Linked DNA regions of Mus musculus: regions 1, 3 and 4 are each linked to region 2. Evidence: chromatin contacts called from public HiChIP or PLAC-seq, Micro-C and promoter capture Hi-C data. All regions are on one chromosome and are shown on one strand. The core of a region is the stretch at or near the end of the contact, and the rest is flanking DNA. Distances in the headings are between cores, read along the strand shown. Region 1 has its middle 22 kb from the start of Gm32585. Region 2 holds the start of Scarb1 (scavenger receptor class B, member 1). Region 3 overlaps Bri3bp (Bri3 binding protein). Region 4 holds the start of Dhx37 (DEAH (Asp-Glu-Ala-His) box polypeptide 37).

Region 1 (3,335 bases), core at 94-2,593, 67 kb before region 2:
GGGGGGGGTGTCCTAGTGTCATTTCTATTGCGGTGGTGACAGCACCACAGAGAAACAAGGGACATTTCACTTACAGTTTGAGGTCACCATTCCTGACAGGAACTCCGGTAGTGAGTCACATCGCATCCACAGTCAGGAGCAGAGAGGAAATGGACACACTCATGCTGCCTGCTGGCTCATGCTTAACTAGCTTTCTTCACTCTTACACAGGTCAGGACGGGGCCTAGGGAATGGTGCTGCCCCACACTGAGAGTGAGTCTTCCCACTTCAATTAATGATCAAGGCAAATACCCACACATGGGCCCCCATGCACAATCTCTCTCTGAGGGATTCTCTCCCTCAGCCTTTCTTCTTGAGTGATTCCATGCTGTGTCAAGTTGACAGTTATAATTTACCATCATAGGGGGGCTTCCCAGAGGAGGCTAGGATAGAGCTATGGTAGAGGGGCTGATGAAAGTGAGGCCTAGTTGAGGCTGGAGATGATCAGAGGTGACACACCCTCCACTGGCAGCATAGGAGGTGGTGACAGGGTACAGAGAGCATCCTCCAAGAACTAGGAGTGATGGGACACTGAAGGGCCTGCAGGACTAAGGGCCATGTGTCACATGGGTTTCATAGAATATCACTGGCCAGACAAGTCCAGAATCTCACAGACACATGGCTTCCTCTTTGATAATTTAATTCTTGAAGTCAGATGTGGGCAATGCCTTTAATTCCTCAGGAGGCAGATCTCTGACTTCAAGGCCAGCCTGGTCTACAGTATGAGTTCCAAGACGGCCAGGTTACACAGAGGAATCCTGCCTCAAAAAACAAAACAAAACAAACAACAACAACAAAAACAAAAAGGAGGGGCTGAAGAGATAGCTCAGTAAATAACGGGAAAATGGGCAGAAAGACCTGAGTTCAAGTCCTAATATCATAAGAAAGCCAGGCATCATGATCATTTGTGTTTGTAATCCCAGCCTGGAGAGGAGAGGGAGGGTGAAGAAGAGGATCTCTGGACACACACACACACACACACACACACACACACACACTGAGGCAGGCCAAACCAAACCAAAAAGGATCCTTCCCCAAGATCCAGCAGGGGGTGCTGTAAGCAGCTGTTTCCTAGGTCTAGACTTTTGGGGCTTTGGGGCCTCCGCACAGCACAGACCTCTCTTACACACACACACACACACACACACAAACATACACACACCGGTCGGGGAACCTTTCCACATTGGTTCCCAGAAGGCTGCAGATTGAGCAACCAGCTTTTGCAAGCGGGTTACTATAAATGTGGAGAGAGATCAGTGGGCGTGTCAGCCCACAGGGTAAAAATATCCCAGATGACTGACAACCAGTGGCAGCCATCCGATCCCTGCACGCTACTCAGCAGGGAGGAGCCCCTGCAGCCAACTGGACAGGCTCCCCACTGCCTGGTTCTTTCTGAGAATATCTGGAACAGACAAAGCTTGCCGGCTGCCAAATGTTACACACTGAGAGGAAGGTCAGTGTGTAGATAAAGGGGGGAGGTAGCGCTGGGGAAGTGGAATCTGAACCCCAAGTTTAGCTTCTTCTTGTTGTTTTGTTTATTTGATTAAATTAATTTATTTAATGTATATGAGTACACTGTAGCTGTTCAGGTGAGCCATCATGTGGTTGCTGGGAATTCAATTTAGGACCTCTGCTTGCTTTGAACTCAGGACCTCAGCTCTTAACCGCTGAGCCATCTTGCCAGCCCCTGTTGTTTTGTTTCTGAGACAGGGCTTCTCTGTGTAACCTGGGCCATCCTGGAACTCTGTAGGTCAGGCTGGCCTTGAACTCAAGAGATCCACCTGCCTCTGCCTCCCAAGACTGGGATTAAAAGAGTATGACCACCACCGGGCTGCTGCCTCTGCCTCCTCCTCCTCCTCCTCCTCCTCCTCCTCCTCCCCCTCCTCCTCCTCCCCCTCCCCCTCCTCCCCACCCCTCCCCTCCCCCTCCCCCTCTCCCTCTTCCTTCCACAGAATCCCACTACATAGTCCTAGCTGGCTGTACCTTACTGTATAAACCAGGTTAGCTTCAAACTCATAGATCCTCTGCCTTCTGAGTGGTGGGATTAAAGGTTTTTGCTACCAAATCAGCCTCCTCCTCCCCCTCCTCCTCCTCCTCCTTCTCCTTCTTCATCCAGGTCTTATGTAGCCCCAGGCTGGTTTTGAACTCACTGTGTAGAGCAAGATGACCTTGAACTTCTGATCTTCCTGCCTCTCCCTCACACTTTTGCCCCCAGTTCATTTGATGCTGGGGCTCCAACCCAAAGCTCCTTGCACATTAGGTGACTAGCCTGCCATTGACCCCAGCTCCAGTCCCTGTTCTGTGTACACACTTGGAGCAGCGGGTGCTCAGATAGGACCATGCATTCAAACTCACAGAAGCGCATGCATTTGCCAACTCTGAGTGCAAGGAAACTACGTAAACTATGTGTGGCAGGGACTGGAGAGATGGCTCAGTGGGTAAGAGCACTGACTGCTCTTCTGAAGGTCCTGAGTTCAAATCCCAGCAACCTCATGGTGGCTCACAACCATCTGTAATGAGATCTGACGCCCTCTTCTGGTGTGTCTGAAGACAGCAACAGTGTACTTACATATAATAATAAATAAATATTTATCTTTTAAAAAAATACGTGTGGTAGAAAAGGTCAGCTGAGACAGTGTCTGCTGTCAGCAAAACATGACGGGCTGATGAAGTTGCACAGGACTTAGTGACGAGAGTGGAATGGGACGTCACTGTTACTGGCTGAGTGTGTTTAGTCTCAGACCCAGTGAAAGAAGACCTGATCTGATCCCATGGGGCTCTGTTTGCGGGGAAACACTAAGAAATGATTAAGGTGGGGGGAGGCCCCGGGCCAGGGTTGAGTTTCCACACACCCATAAAAGCCAAGTAGGGCACAGGCACCTGCAGGGCAGGGGAGGATCGTCCCCAGAGCCCCAGCCAGCCTGCCCCAACCCTCTTGGGCCTCCAGACTCTGGAGCAGGAATGTCTGCCTCTGAGTCGCCCTGTCCTCTGTCTGTGTGCAGTAGAAGCAGGCGCAGACACTAGCTCAGGAAAGTCACAGGAACCCAGGTACAGAGGTCTCTGGTCCCAGCCACGCAGAAGGCTAAGACCAGAGGATTCCTTGAGCCCAGAAGTTTACAACCAACCTGGGTAGCCCAGAAAGGCTGGTTATTCTCAGTCCTAGAAATAATACAATCTGAGCCTAGTGGTGCACACCTTTAATCCCAGCACTTGGAGGCGGAGGCGGAGGCGGAGGCAGAGGCAGGTGGGTTTGTGAGTTCAAGGCCAGCCTGGCCTACAGAGTGAGTTCCAAGACA
Region 2 (3,393 bases), core at 590-3,089:
AACCAATCGCCTTTGGGATTTTCACAAGTAAGATTGTGGAAGCCGCTCGCTCAAACGTGAAGCCCCAAGCTACCAGCTATGGGGCAATTCTGCCAGTCGTGGTCTTTCTCAAGCACGGGCAGATGGGACCCTGACTGATGGAGCAGGCCTGCGCAGTCCCAACGCTAACGTGCACGCCCACACACACCAACCCCCCCCATCCTTAGTCTCTGTGCCAACCCCCAAAAGAAAACATTCCCGAAAGGAGTTTGAGAAGGAACCAGCTCAGATTCCCCCTCACCCCCAAATCGAAGAACAGGGGATATCTGCTCACTCTACCCACTACAGGCTGGCTGAGCAGGAAACCCAGTCCACGTGCGGAGTGCACAGGGCTGGGTTCTTACTGAAACCACAGGCTGCCACTGAGACAAGGCTGTCACCACTACTTTGCCAAACCTAACAGAAAGGCCCAGAGCAATTCTGATGCTCCAACAAGAAGGATCTTCCCTCTACCCAAGACAGGGCAACTCCTGGGACCTTCATGTACAAGGGTTGAAAATTCTAAGCAAGAGAAATGACAGTGTGGCCAAGAGAACTCGGAAATACCCACCACAACTCCAGGAAAGCCACCTGTGGCTCCATCCTGAAGACCCGCCAGGACCTGGCAGGTAGCGGCCAGCCCAAGAGGGAGTATCCCTCATTCATTCCCTCCTTTCAGCGGGCGATGGGACATGGGACACGAAGCCATTCTTAAACTCCCAGTAAACAAACCCGCTAAGAGGAAAGATGTCAGTCAAACCCTGTGACAACAGCCCCTTCTGGATCCCAGATCCAGTTCTAACTGGATGTTCCCTGAGAGCCAGCCCCCGTTTCCCCTTCCGCAGTAACCCTGCGTCTCAGAAAACACAATTACTCGGTAATCTCCAGGACTTAATGAGCTCCCGGCTCAAATAGAAGGACACCGGATCCCAGGGCAGAGTCTGTGGCTGGACCGGCACCACCCGCCTAATATCGGTGCCCGGTTGAAAGGGCAAAACAGGGCCTAAGGCTGAGATCAAGGGAGAGGCTGGGCTGCCTATCCTCGGCAGACCTGAGTCGTGTCTACCTCTGCCAGAGCGTGGGGGGCAGAAAGCAGCTTAACTCTCGAGACTGGCAGGCAGTGTGGGGGCGAGCCAGGGCATCTCTGGGGCATCTGGGCGGGAGGAAACAGGCAGAGCACCCAAAGAACTGGAGCCCGTGGGAGCCTCACAGATGTACAGGGGTTTCGCGCAGCTCTGAGGTTACTAGGTACAGTCACCGGCCGGCGCGTTCAGAAGGGCTGGAGGTCGCGACAGCTACAGTCGAAACTCAGGGACAACCAGGCCATACTTCTGCTTCAGTGAGGTTTAGGCTCCTGGGACGCTGGTGACTCAGACCAAGCCTCTGGGGTGAGCCTGGGCCTCCCTGGTGGTGAGGAGGTAGCTCCACCGTCCCACCCTGCGTCCCGATCCCCAACCCCCATCTCCCCAAGACACTTCACTCACCTTGAGCACCTGCTGCTTGATGAGGGAGGGCACCATGAGGATCATGACAACGCCGAGCGCAGCAAACAGCAGCCCCAGGGCGCCCAACCCCAAGGCCACCCAGCGCGCCCTGGAGCTGCCGCCCATGTCCGCGTGCGCGGAAGGGGCTCTCGGGGCTCAGGACCTGAAGGAGACGGAGACAGAGGTGACGGAGGCCACAGAGATGACAGAAGCCGAGACTCCCTCAGCAGCAAGGTGTGTGCCTGGCGGTGGCCGGAGCAGCAGTAGCCCTGCAGGTGGCCAGAGGCTTTATGCGCCATGGCCCGGGCAGCCCGCCCCCGAGTTCGGCGCGGGATTCCGGCGAGGGGTGGGAAGAGGCGGGGAGTGGGCGGTGCTCTGATGGTGAGGCGTGGGCGTGGCTTCCTTTGGGCGCCGCCCCTCCGAGCTGCTGGGCTTTCCTGGTGGTTGCTGGTCTAGGTGGGAACCGATGTGCCCTCTACAGAGGGCAGAAGACCCTGGCACCGTCTGCATCCACTACCCCCGCCCCTGCGACCTCTTCTTTCTTCCGGACTCCTGCGAATGCCTCCCGCTCCCCTGCATTAAAATCAGTTGCAGTCAGCCCGGGCCAGCCTCTGGGCCATGAACGCCCTCCACTCAAAATTCCGTGTCCCTCGGGGCCCTTTGCACTTCCCCCACTCGGAATTCCATATCCCTTTGGGCTTTTGCACACCCTCCATTCTGTGTCCCTCGTGGCCTTTGCACACTGTCCCCTCGGAATTCCATGTCTCCCGGGACCTTTGCACACCCTTCGTACAGAATTCTGTGTCCCTCGAGGCCTTAAGCATACCCTCCACTCAAAACTCCAGGCCCCAGACACGCGCTGGGCCCCTGACTCCATCCAGGAATGTGTTCGAGGGGCTTATCAGACTGCCTGGCGGCTATGCTCTCTGCTGACTCTTCCTTATCACCCAGAGACACCACCAGCTCAGTTGAGCTCAGTTATGCGTTCTTTGGCCATGAACCCCACTCAGGATACCAGCAGGGTGGTAGGGACTCTGTCTTTCCCTGCTCTGCCCAGTGCCCAGTTAGCTCGTTCTCAGACCACAGCCAGAGCCTTTAAGCCTTTAATTCTAAATGCTTCGTGTTACAGCCAAAAAAAAAAAAAAAAAAAAAAAAAAAAAAAAAAAAAACCCTGAGGCATGGGGTGACTTCCTTCCTCAGTGAGGCCAAGGCCTGCATTCCACTCAGGACACAAAAAGTGGATACGGAGCTGAGAAAACCCAGCCCCACACCTGTTAAAACCGAGTCCCAGCTCCTGTTAAAACCCAGTAGGACTGCTCTTGAAGACCACCTTCAGCAATATGACCCAGAGTTAGCTCATATTGAGTCAGAGTAGGTTCTCCAGAGACAGCCAAGTCATATTTCCAGCCCTGACAGATTCCACCCATCACATGGAATAAAGACTTAGCTGTGCAAAGGACCGTATTGGTAGAGTGCTTGACACCTGATATTGGTCGCCAGCATCCGTGTTCAGGTGAGATACCCAGGCCTGAAGAGATGGCTCAGAGGTAGACATGGCTCAGTGGTTAAGAGCACTTGCTGCTCTTGCAGAGGACCTGGGTTCAGTCCCCAGAACCCACATGACAGCTCACAGCCATCCTTAACTTCAGTTCCAAGGGATCTGATGCCCCTCCTCTGACCTCTGAGTATACCACGCATGCCCATGGTACCCAGACAGACATGTAGGAAAGACAATTGCACACATAAAATAAGTAAGTCCAAAACAAAAACAAACTCTAGGCTGGTAGTTCCAGTGCAGGGGAGTCAGGGACAGGAAGAAAGATCCCTGGGGCCAGATGGCCAGCCAGACTTCTCTAACCCGGTTCCTAGTAAGATATTCTGTCTCACACAA
Region 3 (3,472 bases), core at 282-2,781, 120 kb after region 2:
AATGTTACTTGAAATTCTAGTAGTTTTTTTGTTTTTAAAAACTTCAACCGGGCGTGGTGGCGCACGCCTTTAATCCCAGCACTCTGGAGGCAGAGGCAGGCGGATTTCTGAGTTCGAGGCCAGCCTGGTCTACAGAGTGAGTTCCAGGACAGCCAGGGCTACACAGAGAAACCCTGTCTCGAAAATCAAAAAAACAAAAAACAAAAAAAAATAAAACAAAACAAAACAAAAAAACTTCAGATGGTGTTACTGTGTTTGATGCATATATTTTAGCTTGTTTGTTTGTTTGTTTGTTTGTTTGTTTTTCTTTTTGAGGCAGGGTCTCTCTACATAGCCCTGGCTGTCCTGCAACTCTCTGTGTAAACCAGGCTGCCCTCTAACTTGCAGAGATCCACCTGCCTCTGATTGCTGGTATTAAAGGTGTTGCACCACCATGCCTGGCATTGTTTGGAAGTAATCATAGCCCCCAGTAGTTAAAGATTTTTTTCTTTTCTTCTTTCATTCCGTGGACAGCTTATTGGCCTCCCTTCCCTTCCCCCTCCCCCTATCTCTTTTGTATGTGGAAAGATGTATTTTTGTACCTTATTTCATGCCTTATCTTCAGGGCTGTGTACAACTCCTCCTTAACCGAATAACATGATAAACATTTGGACAGCAGCCACTGTGGATCTATTATAGATAAGGGGCGGGGCAGGCGATATGGCTCAATGAAGAAAGGCACTTGCCACCAAACCTGAGTTTGATTCCCGGGACCAACATGGTGAAAAAAGACAGACCACTCCCACAGGTTTCCTTCTAACCTCTACGCATGGGCTGTGGCTTCCCACCCCTTGGCCCCAATAAATACATATATACTTTTTTTTTTTTAAATGAAAAGATAGTGTAAGGATTATAACTGTCTCAAAGTCAGTATTAACTCCCTGGTGGTCGTCTCTCATATTAGGTACTTGCTTTACCGAGGACAGGACTGGTTGCCTCTGAAGTGTACTGACTGGGCTTAGCTTAGGGTATTGGGGTTGGTGATTTTTGATGGTGGTGTTTTATTTTGAATTATTTTATGTATATGGGTGGTTTTTTTTTTGTTTTTGTTTTTTTTGTTTTTGTCACACTTGTATGTCTGTGTACCACGTATTTGCCTGGTGCCTGCAGAGAGGAGAAGAGGGTGTCAGATCGCCCTGGAATTAGTGATAACTGTCAGCTGCCTTGTGGATGCTGAAAAAGTCAAACCCAGGTTGTTTGGAAGAACAGCCGGTGTGCTCTAACCACTGAGCAGCCTCTCTGGCCCTATGGTTCGGGGTTTTAGAGATGGCATCTCTTGGACTCCTGACTGGTCTCGAACAGGCTATGTGGTGGAGAAGGACCTTGAACTCCTGATCTCGATCCTTCTGGATGCTAGGATTAGAGACAGATGCTAACACATCTGCTCGGGATGGAACCCCGGGCCTCCTACATTTTACATAAGCGTTCTACCAAATTAGCCCGGTCCCAGCCTGTAGTCAGTGTTTGTATAGTGGTCTCTTCCCTTTTCTAGTCAGGAGGCTGTTGGTATAGCACACAGACACCTTTCACAGACTCACTTCCTGTTGTTGCTAGCATCCCCCACCCTTTGGGCCCTTTGTTGAGGCTCGACCCTCTTTCTACTGGCAATAAGTGTGGAAAAGAATGTCCTCACAGCTGGCCTTTTGACCCATGATAGGGTCCTCTAATTCATAAAAGTGACCCAGGGACGAGCCTAAGAGGCAGCCTGGGGATGAGGCTCAGCAGGCCACAGGGGGTTAGGAGCAGAGCTGTGAATAAGCAACCAGGAAGGCATGTCTTTCCTAGGGACCTCATGAGAACCTCTGAGGGAAGGTTGGGAGCATTGTCCTATGGCCCTGGCACACTCAAGGGCCCTGTGTGTGAAGAGCTCTGCTTGCTCACGTGGTCCTGTCACTCCGGCCTGCTCACAGATGGCTCGGAAACAGCGTGACCAGGAAGCCCGATGTGCTTTGCAAACCCAGGACTCAGTCTCCAGATAGATAGGAAGGTGCTGAGTTCAAAGCCATCCTGGTCTACGTGGCAAGACCCTGTCTCAGCAAACTAACCCAACATGTTCAAGAGTCAGCACGAGAATCTTTAACAAAGCTCCTCTGCATCTTGTGCTTGGTAGGCAGCCTGAAGCACTTCCCTTCTTCACAAGCCCTGTTGCTTTGGTCTGTTCTGAGACAGGGTCTCAATCTAGCCCAGGCTGGCCTCGAACCTAGAGATCTGCTCGCCTCTGCCTCCCAAGTACCAGGCTTAAAGTTGTGCACCACCATGCCCAGAAAGCCAGCATTGGTGAGCCTGGTGCGCACCTGGAGCTACAAGGAATTTCCAAGGCGACCCTCTCAGCCTCTTTACCTTCAAGTCCTGGGCTCCTGAGCTCTGCCCCCAGCATGAAAGCTGCTTTCAAAGCAACCTGTGATAATTCTGTAATGTTTTTGAGTTTGACCATTTATGTACTTGGGCTTTGGGCTCCTCACCTGTGAATTGTAGATTTCTATTTTGCGGGTTTTAACCCAATACCCTTGTCACTGGCTGGCATCAGCAAGCTTCGGCCTTTTTGCTTCCTTCTGTGTTTTGCTCTTTGGTGGTCCTTCCATAGCTAGGACAGACACGGAGAACCTGTCTTTCAGTCCTGATGGCACAAACAGCACATTGTTGCTGCCACCGGGACAGCTACGGCAGCCAGTGGCATGCCCGACTCTCCGCCCGATGTCTCTGCGGATTTCAAGCTTATGCTGTTGTGTCAGTTTCCTGTCTGCATCTGTGATAAATCTCTAAATATCCTGTAATTAAATTAATTTCTAGTGACAGTGATCAATGTGCAGTTAAATCCCCCAAGAGGTAATTATTTCCCTGTTTTTAGCTGCAGATTAAAAAAAAAAAACACCAATGACTTCTTCACAGTTGAGTTTCTGTTTTGTGTCTCAGCTTAGGAAATTTTAAATAGTATTTAGTTTGACACAGTAGAAAGAAAGCCATTCCGTGTGAACATAGTGGGGTGTGTGCACACACGCACATGCGCAAACATTAATTGGGAAGCTGATTCTACGAATATCTTATATAGGGAAAAAAAAGCGTCAGGCTTAGTATTTTTTTGCAAAGTGATGGATACATTCCTCTTATTTATTAATCACTGGCTTGATGTTAGAGGTCTTTGTAGATCGACTTTAAGAATTGGATTAAAATATTGTGAACATTGCGGCTTAATAAATGTTTACTGTGGTGATGTTCAGACTCCTGGATGGATTTCTTTACTTTGGTGAGGCACTTGAGGCAACCTCCAGAATTAGAGAGTCATTTTATGGCTTTGGTTTATTTCTTTATCTTAATGTGTATGACTGCTTGGCCTGCGTGAGTGTATGTATACTTTGTGTGTCCCTGGTGCCCTTGATGGTCAGAGTCCCTGGAAACGGAGTTACAGATGTTTATGAGCCGCCATATGGGTGCT
Region 4 (3,388 bases), core at 430-2,929, 93 kb after region 2:
CAGAAGAGGGAGTCAGATCTTGTTACAGATGGTTGTGAGCCACCATGTGGTTGCTGGGATTTGAACTCCTGACCTTCGGAAGAGCAGTCTGGTGCTCTTACACACTGAGCCATCTCACCAGCCCAACATACTTTATTCTACTGGATCGCTTTAGCTCTTCCCCCCTCCTGAACCATCCTGATCCTGTCCATGCCTGATCCTGACCATGCCTTCTGCTATTCCAACCAAAAAGGTGAGTCCTTTTCACAAGTTCTGGGTCAGCACCCTCCTCCCTGCTCTCCTCTACTCCCCTCTCCTTCAGGGCTGGACTCTCTCTTCTCAGGGAGCCAAAACTCTATTCATCAGACTTACCTAAGTGCCATCTATCTACAAAAGTGTTTCCCCTGAACTTGCCTGTCTTGAGAGCTGAGTCAATAGCTTTCAGTTTTCCTTTGAACGTCTGCAGAGCCTCAAGTACTCATACCCCACATTTGCCTTCTCCCACAACCTGACCAATGCCCGTGCTCATCACCTTTGTGCTTAGGCGCAAAGCAGCAGTCAGCAGCTCCAGCCAGCTCTCCTTCGGAATACATCAGAATCCAAACACTCGTTCCAGCATCAACCCCAACCTCCCTCCCCATCATCCTTCAACCTGTAATGCTTTTCTTAATGGCACAACCAATATGCCATGGTGACACGTTACCTTTCACCCTGTCCCTCTTCTGCTAAGTCTTCCATAGCTCTTCACTTCCTCTTTTAGAAGTTGGGGATCGAGGCAATGTCCTGCTTTGTAGCCAGCACCAAGCTGGCCTGGTACATGCTACATGGTCCAGGTGCCCTCAGATGAGTATCACTCCCTAGAGCTAGGTTTACAAGTGTTATCTGTCTCTCTCATATACACAGCCTTTTTTGTTTGTTTGTTTGTTTGTCTGTTAAGACAAGGTCTCACTATGTAACCCAGGCTGACCTCACACCTGTAGGGATCCTCCCACCCCAAACTCCTAAGCTGGGGTTACAGGAATGAACTACCATATTGTCCCAATCATCTATACAACTCGCAAACTCCGATGTCCCCTAGTCCTTGGGTTTCCCCACCCAGGTCTCCAGAAGGTTTTGACATTTTACTATCCATGTTACTTTCCCCAGTACACCGCTCTCTCCCATCTTCTGCTCTATCCCTCTAGCACCTACCCGAGTGACTGCCATTTACTACACATTTTATCGTTTCTCTGTGCTTGTCGGCTCCGGGTATGCAGGCATGCCTGGAGTTGACAGGGTTTTCCATCTCCGATTCTGCTGTCACTATTCCCAGAGACCAAAACAGTGTCCCCGGTGATCACAGACACCCCAGCACCCGAACACTCAGCCTGGCGCTCCGCTAACCGGCCTGGTCTGAAACACACATTTACGGGTCTCTGGGAAGGAGATGATTCCGACAGGCCTGGGAGTGGATGCAAAGAACTAATCTGCGCGCCATACTGCGGGCAGTACCCCCATATCGCGGTAGAGCGGCTGTCACGCCCCCTGTGCGGGTCATGTGGAACCCGGCTCCCACTCCAGCGACCCTCCCGGTCCCCGGCTTCTCACCCTCCAGTTCCAGCCGTACGGGAGGCGCTTCAGGGCCCTTGGCGGGCCGGGGATCGGCCTGCAGCCGCCCCTTCACGTTGTAGCGGCGTCGCAGCTTCCCCATGGCTCCCTCGCGCCACGCGCGTGGCTCCCTCAGCCCAGCTCCCAGGGAAACCGAACCTGGCTAGGAGACTTCCGGGTTGCGCATGCGCAAGAGCCGCGCCTCAGCAGTTGAGGGGCGGAACTGGAGGCCCGACGCGCCGGAAAGGGAGGTCGTAGCGGAAAAGGCCGGCGTACTCTGTCTGTGGGCGGTCCTTATGTAAATAAGGGGGCCGGGCCTAGACGTGCCTGAGGAGTCTGAGTTTTAAGACCAAACTGTCCTGCCAGATATGATCTGAGACATTTGAACTGTATAACAATATTAATTGTTAATTGAAGAGATGGCTCAGCCGTTTAGAGCAATGGCATTCTTTAATACCAGCACTTGGGAGGCAGAGGCAGGCGGGTTTCTGGGCCAGCCTGCTCTACAGAGTGAGTTCTAGGACAGCCAGGGATATACAGAGAAACCCTGTCTCGAAAAACAAAACAAAACAAAACAAAAAAAGCAGTGACACAACCGTTCCAGGTGATGCGACGCCATCTTCTGGCCTCCATGGGAACTGCGCTAATGTGTCTAAAATACACACGTTAAAAAATACACAGACACGCGCGCGCGCGTACACACACACACACACACACACACACACACACACACACACACACATATACACACACACGTAAAAATACAATAAATCACCAGGTGTGGGAGCCCTTAAACCCATCCAGCACTCAGAAGGCAGAGGATAGAGGTAAGTAGATTTCTGTGAGTTTGTGACCAGCCTGGTATGTACATTTCCAGATCAGCCATAGCCATATCCCCAAAATAGGGGATAGACACCTTTAATTCCAGCATTCAGGAGGCAGAGGCAGGTGGATCTCTGAGTTCAAAGCCAGCCTGGTTTACAGAGCAAGTTCCAGGGATACACAAGAGAAACCCTGTCAACAAAAAGCAAACATAGCTCTCTTCTCCTCCGTTCCAGAAAGAGCTGGCATCTTCTTGTGCAGTGCCAGTCTTGTCCCATAGACAAAATGCTGAAAGTTTGATATGTGCTGAAGATTTGGTGTGAACGGATTTGGCCATATTGGGCACCTGGTTACCAGGGCTGCCTTCTGTGCTGCACTTGGCAAAGTAAAGATTGTTGCCATCAACGACCCCTTCATTGACCTCAACTACACGGTCTACATGTTCCAGTATGACTCCACCCACGGCAAATTCAATGGCACAGTCAAGGCCAAGAATGGGAAGCTTGTCATCAACGGGAAGCCCATCACCATCTCCCAGGAGCGAGACCCCGCTAACATCAAATGGGGTGAGGCCGGTGCTGAGTATGTCGTGGAGTCTACTGGCGTCTTCACCACCATGGAGAAGGTTGGGGCCCACTTGAAGGGTGGGGTCAAAGGATCATCATCTCTGCCCCATCTGCCGATGCCCCCATGTTTGTGAACCATGAAAAATATGACAACTCACTCAAGATTGTCAGCAATGCATTCTGCACCACCAACTGCTTAGCCCCCCCTGGCCAAGGTCATCCATGACAAATTTGGCATCGTGGAAGGGCTCATGACCACAGTCTAATGCCATTACTGCCACTCAGAAGACTGTGGATGGCCCCTCTGAAAAGCTGTGGCTTGATGGCCTCCCTCTGCCCTGCTCCCATCAATGACAATTTTGTAAAGCTCATTTCCTGGTATGACAATGAATATGGCTACAGCAACAGGGTGGTGGACCTCATGGCCTACATGG

Evidence for each region. A called contact is a pair of places that touch in the nucleus more often than the background predicts. HiChIP or PLAC-seq counts read pairs in DNA pulled down with a chosen protein or histone mark. Capture Hi-C pulls out chosen DNA fragments and counts their contacts.
Region 1: an H3K4me3 HiChIP or PLAC-seq map of bone marrow-derived macrophages shows a contact between it and region 2, with 4 times the contacts expected there. The contact joins the enhancer-like site here to the promoter of Scarb1 in region 2. A contact is called at or near these places in 2 of 39 promoter capture datasets (both in liver), 6 of 15 datasets of contacts at CTCF or cohesin (CD8 T cells, the NIH/3T3 cell line, embryonic stem cells and 2 more), 100 of 484 Hi-C or Micro-C datasets (the 63-12 cell line, the AtT-20 cell line, B cells and 58 more), 26 of 115 datasets of contacts at active chromatin or transcription factors (the 230-238 cell line, the HPC-7 cell line, the NIH/3T3 cell line and 14 more) and 5 of 9 other capture datasets (adipose tissue, bone marrow-derived macrophages, embryonic stem cells and 2 more).
Region 3: a Micro-C map of the G1E-ER4 cell line shows a contact between it and region 2, with 4 times the contacts expected there. The contact joins the enhancer-like site here to the promoter of Scarb1 in region 2. A contact is called at or near these places in 4 of 484 Hi-C or Micro-C datasets (the G1E-ER4 cell line, brown adipocytes and embryonic stem cells), 7 of 115 datasets of contacts at active chromatin or transcription factors (the SCID.adh cell line, effector CD8 T cells, embryonic stem cells and 2 more) and 3 of 9 other capture datasets (adipose tissue, liver and pancreatic islet).
Region 4: a promoter capture Hi-C map of liver shows a contact between it and region 2. The contact joins the promoter of Dhx37 here to the promoter of Scarb1 in region 2. A contact is called at or near these places in 3 of 484 Hi-C or Micro-C datasets (the G1E-ER4 cell line and embryonic stem cells), 7 of 115 datasets of contacts at active chromatin or transcription factors (the SCID.adh cell line, effector CD8 T cells, embryonic stem cells and 2 more) and 2 of 9 other capture datasets (adipose tissue and liver).

Annotation. Positions count from the first base shown.
Region 1 is chr5:125,272,643-125,275,977 of GRCm38.p6, forward strand. No RefSeq gene overlaps it. Among named protein-coding and RNA genes, the nearest start is that of Gm32585, 22 kb to the left of the region's middle. Within about 2 kb of position 1,344, at least 61 of the 459 cell types and tissues checked have an H3K27ac peak or open chromatin away from gene starts, as enhancers often do. A contact at or near this core is called in the BV-2 cell line, ECoMG myeloid progenitors, the HL-1 cell line and 11 more, where this site is marked.
Region 2 is chr5:125,339,255-125,342,647 of GRCm38.p6, forward strand. It overlaps Scarb1 (scavenger receptor class B, member 1), which reads right to left and starts at 1,840. Exons shown (of 13, transcript NM_016741.2): 1 at 1,503-1,840. The coding sequence starts at 1,628.
Region 3 is chr5:125,457,115-125,460,586 of GRCm38.p6, forward strand. Bri3bp (Bri3 binding protein) reads left to right here. Exons shown (of 3, transcript NM_029752.2): 3 at 1-3,472. Among named protein-coding and RNA genes, the nearest start is that of Gm40325, 5.7 kb to the right of the region's middle. Within about 2 kb of position 1,532, at least 13 of the 459 cell types and tissues checked have an H3K27ac peak or open chromatin away from gene starts, as enhancers often do. A contact at or near this core is called in the G1E-ER4 cell line, where this site is marked.
Region 4 is chr5:125,432,369-125,435,756 of GRCm38.p6, forward strand. Dhx37 (DEAH (Asp-Glu-Ala-His) box polypeptide 37) reads right to left here and starts at 1,680. Exons shown (of 27, transcript NM_203319.1): 1 at 1,567-1,680. The coding sequence starts at 1,669.